Linked DNA regions of Gossypium hirsutum: region 2 is linked to region 1. The links are chromatin contacts, called in public Hi-C maps. All regions are on one chromosome and are shown on one strand. The core of a region is the stretch at or near the end of the contact, and the rest is flanking DNA. Distances in the headings are between cores, read along the strand shown.

What was found. Hi-C and Micro-C count contacts between places; a contact is called where the count stands out from the background.
Region 2: a contact with region 1 is called in a Hi-C map of leaf, with 2.1 times the contacts expected there. The contact joins the promoter of LOC107916680 here to the enhancer-like site in region 1. A contact is called at or near these places in 3 of 34 Hi-C or Micro-C datasets (all in leaf).

The regions. Positions count from the first base shown.
Region 1 is chrD11:18,476,922-18,479,984 of Gossypium_hirsutum_v2.1, forward strand. No RefSeq gene overlaps it. Among protein-coding and RNA genes, the nearest start is that of LOC107916674, 6.5 kb to the left of the region's middle. Within about 2 kb of position 1,665, at least 2 of the 9 cell types and tissues checked have an H3K27ac peak or open chromatin away from gene starts, as enhancers often do. A contact at or near this core is called in leaf, where this site is marked.
Region 2 is chrD11:18,688,251-18,691,313 of Gossypium_hirsutum_v2.1, forward strand. It overlaps LOC107916680, which reads left to right and starts at 1,402. Exons shown (of 8, transcript XM_016846014.2): 1 at 1,402-1,806; 2 at 2,183-2,227; 3 at 2,853-2,982. The coding sequence starts at 1,486.

The DNA.
Region 1 (3,063 bases), core at 415-2,914:
ATGTAGCACCCATTTTTCCCCCTCTCAAAATTCCCATTAAGTGAAAAAACCAGCAAGATTGGACATGAATATTTCAGACTCGAGCTATGATTTCACTTTAGTCAACGGCGGTTGGAAGATTGGGAAATCTCCGAGTAGTTGATTATCCAACAAAGTTAGTGGCAGCATTATATTTCCTCAAAATAAAATCTTGAACAACTTCAAGACGTATAATAATTGTATTTTCAATGTGGGTTACATAATGTCTAATCTAGCTCAAATTCTCATCACTCGTCATCTAGTTTTAAAGTCAATTTTGACAAAGACGACGATGTTGGGATTAAATGTATGGAAGGTTGAATTCTAAGTTAATTTACTTATGTTAATGTTGATCCTTAATAATCTGTTTTGAATTCTAATTTACTACTATCTCACTTTATAATTAAGATCATGAATATATTTACCATATATAATTGTAATTTTTTAAGTAAATTAATATCGTACATTTAAAAAAACATATCTACTTTTAAATGTCAATACAAAATTCTTAATATTAATTAAGAAAATTAAGGTAAAAATTACAGAAAAAAACTACAATTAACAAATAGTTTATATAAAATTAGTATTCAAAATCCACACTTTCATTTTATGCATGTATGAAGGCCTATAAATAAGATTCTTGCATACATGAAACACAACATATAGATTAAATCACCGACGATTTAAATTTTTTTAACCTTCTAATTCTATTCTCTAATATTTTACATTAAGATCATTGAACATGACACTATACAACGACCAACTTAAAATTAATGAAAATAATGTTAAAGAGCTTCAAATGAACAATAACATTATAAAAATTTATCGAGAAGAATTCATTGATTCAACCAATTGATGGATTGGACAATGTAATAATACTTTATACAATATTTTGGTTATATTATATTATTTTATTTGTGAAAATGTACCTTTTTTTTAAGAATACAATAAATTGAATGTACTATATATTTTTAAAAAATTAATATTATATAATTAATACATACAACTAACCCGTGTATCGCATGGGATAAGAAACTAGTAAAATATATAAAAGGAAATTTAAAAAAAAAACTCAAGACAAAAGTGATAAATTGAAGGTGTAAATCCTGCTATTAGTCCTTGTACTTTGTAATAGTTGTGGATTGAATCTATGTACTTTAATTTAGTCATTTTCAGTTCTTACTTATTAAAATTTAAGTTAAATTTTGCTATTTTCAAAAATTGATATGCCAAACATATTATCATAATTGTTATTTGCGTCAAAGACTGGAATTTCAAAATTAAAAAACTATAAAGACTTAAAATGATTTAATTGGAGAATATTAACCAAATCTTCAATTGTACGTATATGCATGGTAATTGAATTTAAAAAAACAAGATTAACTGCTATTGTTTGGGTAAAAATTAAGGGATTAAAATTGATCAAATTAAAGTATAAACACTAAATCCGTAGCTTCTGCAAAAGCAGCGGGAGTAATAGTAAAATTTAACCTAAATAGAAGCATATAACATAAATAAATAATATAAAAACAAAATAAAAGAAAAATAAATGAAAGGAATGTGGCTTAGTTTCAATGGGCCCAAAGCCCCATATAAAAAGATAAACCTTATCCGGCATTGGATCCCAATAGAAAAACCCACTATCCCGATTAAAACCCATAAAAGAGCTAAGGGTGTAAATACTCGGCCACTGAAGTTTGGATAAATTTAAAACAATGAGATGACGCAAAAATAAACTTATAACATAACATAAAATAAAAAAAAAAAAAAACTAAAACCCTAGTATACTATAGGGGAAGTAAGAAAAAACAGCGGAGATGAAATGTGTTTCACGAAATAAAGAGGTCAACTAAAGGAGGAAAACACGTGACCTGGTGGGACCCACCCCATAATAGAAAATTTGTTTAGATTTGATACTAACATTCACATCTTCAAAACTATCTTAATTATATTTTTCAAACGCCATGATCTTATTAATTTATCAACCTAATTTTATAAAGAAGAAGAAGAAGAAGAAGATGATAAGCAATAACTTATATAATCATGTTAATATATTATGTTTTAGTTAGTGTCACTTCATTAATGACACTAAACTCGGATAAAAATTGAAAGAAAGAGAATTACTATTTCTAAATATCTCTATTATATTTTATTATTTCAACTTTAGTTTTTTTAATGAATAAAATATCTCATTAAAAAACTAGAAAAACTAAAATGTAAACTTTTACGTTTATTTACTAATAAAGATTTTTAGGACAAAATTATTGACTATTACAATTATGAAGGGGTATTGTTCAATGTAGTCAGTTCTGCACCGGTTTTAGTTGTATCAGTCAATGCACATCGTTCCAATAATAAATTGGAATGATCAATTCTATTTTTCACACCGGTATAAATTCTGGTCTTTTTTGGTTGCATTGACTCGTTTCGGCCAATTTTGATTGTACCACCCGAAACATTATACATTGACCGGTATATGAATAATGTTAAAATATATATAAATTATTATTTTTTACCTACTTTGAAATTTTAATTAACCAAATTTAAACATTAAATAAATGAGCAACTTTAAAATTTAAGGTGCTAAAATTAATAATTAATAAAAAATAAAGAATTTATATAACAAATAAATTAAAAAAAATTCTAAAAGCTTCACGAACACAACTTTATGCATATGTTTTTATTAAACTTTCATTTTATATATTTAGTATGAGATGATCTTATTGTAACTTTTTTAAATAATATTGTGAATGCTTTTTTCTTGTTTAATGTGTGGGATGCTTTTTTTCCTCGTTTACTTTAAATTTGTTAAATGATAAAATTTTATTTGTGAACTTTATTGATGAATGTTTTATATAATTAATTAATATTTTTATATTTAAAATTATTTAATCTAATTTATTTGATATATTTAAATATTTGATATATTAAATATATTTAAAAACATCGATAAATTTGAAACAATATACCAAAACAAACTAGTAACAGTATGTATTAATTTCAGTAAAAAATTATGTATCCACTTGTGTGATACTGATTACCTTG
Region 2 (3,063 bases), core at 152-2,651, 210 kb after region 1:
AACAAAAATACTCTTACAGTAATATTAATAGCCCTTTAAAATAAGGATGTTTTAATAATTTCATAACCAAAATTGATTTGTGAACCTTTTTTATATATAATAGATATATCACATAAAGAGCTTATGAGTTACGTCTTACATAAATTTGGTTGAACTTAACTAGACCTGATCATGCGTCGAGTCAGGATGGGCTGATTTAAGGTGTTTAAGTTCATTTTCTAGGCTTGGTCCAGCCCCAAAAATGGGCAAAAAATTTCGCCCAAGCTCGGCCCGAATAAAAAAATGCTAAATTCGAGCTTGACTTGGCCCACCTATATTAACTTTTTAAAATTATTTTTCATATTATTTTTAAAAAAATATAATACATTAAATACACTAAAATTATTAAAATAAATGTTTCTCAATATATTGAAAATACATTAAAAAAAGTCTTTAATATATATAACTATATGCAATTAATATAATTGTTTTCATAATGTAATGCATTTAGGCTGAACTAGGCTCGGGCAAAAAAATCTTACCTGAGATCCGGCCCATTTAAAAAACAAGTCTTAATTTTTGTCCAAATTCAGTTTTCAAGTATATATTTTTGCCTAAACCCTCCTAGATTTCAAACGAGCCTTTGTGCCTAGGCGGGTGTCCTACCCATAATCAGGTTTAGAAATGCTTATGGCTCAGGTTCAGGCAAGGCACCTAAACCAATTTTCCAAGCCCAAGCTCAACCCGACCCAAAAAATAGGCATGTTTTTCTGCTCAAGCCCGACTCAATTTAAGAAAAATAAATCCATGTCTGACTCGACCATATATAAACTTTTTAGATTAGTTTTTATTTAAAAAATAAATTTTTAAAAATATAATACACTAAATGTACTAAAAAACTAAAATAAAAATTTTCTATAACATTAAAAATGCATTAAAAATATTTATATTAAAAAAAACTAATGTGAATATAATAAATATTTTATTATATTAAAAACATAAATAAATATAATAAATATTTTATTGTATTAAATATAATTTTTAAAATTTTATATTTTAAGTTATGTTATTTAATTGGATAAGTTTTTTTTAAATTTTTGAGTAATAAAATTAAATATTATTGAATTACTGATTTAATATAAATATATAATTATTATTTAACATATATATATATAACTAATATAATATTTTTTATAACAATATATATTCTAACCAAGTCAAATCGGACCAAAAAATTCTCTCCTAAACTCAACCAATATAAAAGACAAAGCTTCAAATCTTATCCAAATTCATCTTTGAGAACATATATTTTGTACAAAGCCAAGCCTTATTCGAACGGGCCTGTACCGATGATCATGAGCAGGTCCAAACCCAACTTAACGGGACTCATCAACATCTCTCTAACCGAATAAGAAGTGGGTAAAATAAAGAAACAAAATTCCAATCAGATTAAAGGCAGCACTAACAAATACAGTGAAGAGGGAGCTCAGCTTTCCCAGCACAGCCATGGCGATTGTTCTCTCGATTCAACACCTTCCTAAAATGACCCTAAATCCCATCGCTGTCCTCAGCGAACCTCGCAAAACGAGAGTTCCCTATGAGCTCAAACAAGGGCAGTCACGTGTTTTCCATCAGCTCCCCTCTGGTTTAAACATGGAGGTTATCGTTCAAAAGAGTGTCAAAGAGAAAAACCCAGATTCGAGAAAGGGTCCACCTCTGGTTTTCGTTCATGGAAGTTACCATTCAGCTTGGTGTTGGGCTGAACATTGGTTGCCTTTCTTCTCAAATTCTGGGTTTGATTGCTTTGCCCTTAGCTTGCTTGGTCAGGTTATATAATCTTCTTCTTTCTCTTCCCGCTCTTTAACATTTTACTTTCTCTTTTCTCTTTGAAGCTCTATTTCGAGTTAAATTTATTCTATCTTTAAGTACATGGTTGGCATTTCTCAAATGCCCCCAAAACTTCTCCTGTGAATTTTGAGGACACGTAATTGTACCAATCAGAGCAAGGGCATTTTCTCAGTTTGATCCTCTTGGATCATATTTCATCTGCCTTTAAAATTCGGAACCTTAAGGTGTAAGCTTGACTGGCAATTTTCTCGCCTTATATTTAAACATATTAGAATATTTATGAAGTTTCACTTGCATGAAACTTTTATTCGAAAATGCTGCACTGATTTCAACACTGTTTCTGTGTTATGGGTAGGGTGAAAGCGATACGCCTTCCGGAACTGTTGCTGGTTCTCTTCAGGTAATTGTCGTTTGGCTGGAAAATAGAAATGACAATGTATAATGCAGTTTCGAACATTTGCGGATGTCCGATCTTGTTGTTTGTGTATTTAGATGTTGTGCGAATTCAGCACTATCTACAATAGATTCAGAGCTGATGCGGATATCAATAGTCAAATCTTTGTTATTTGGATCTGCTTTACTTTTGCAGATAACGGATTCAGATCTCCAAAACTGTTATACTGTAGTGAATAATGGAATAATGGATTCGGATTTGAATATCCGAATCATTATCCGCTTTTCTTTTCGATTTTTTTAATTAAAAAGTTGTTTTGACTTGGTAAATTTGAATATTTAGTGGATTCGAGTATTAGGCAAGTAATGTTATCTAAATTGAATTCAGATAGGATGGTAATACTAATAATCGGATTTAATGTGGATTATAAACAGGTTAGAGTCTTAAAGCAATTTTATGGATTCAGTTTTTACAAAATTTGCAGATATCTAACTTCTTGTCTCCCTATTGAAAAATAATTCCTTTGACATGATAATGCTTTTTCTTTTCTTTTTTTTTTTAACTCTTTCTAAAAGCAATTGATTATATTAAAGGTTCCTCCTCTAATTCGCTGTTCACTCATAATCCATAGACACATGCAGGTGATGTTGCGGATTTTATCGAGAGGAACCTCAGCTTGCCACCGGTTTTACTCGGACATTCATTTGGAGGCCTTATTATCCAGTATTACCTTGCAAATATGAGAAATGAACTACATTATGGTAAATTCCTATGCATCTGGTTCTATTATCTTTCTTAAGTATTCATTTTTGACACTAATATCCAACACATATTCATCTACA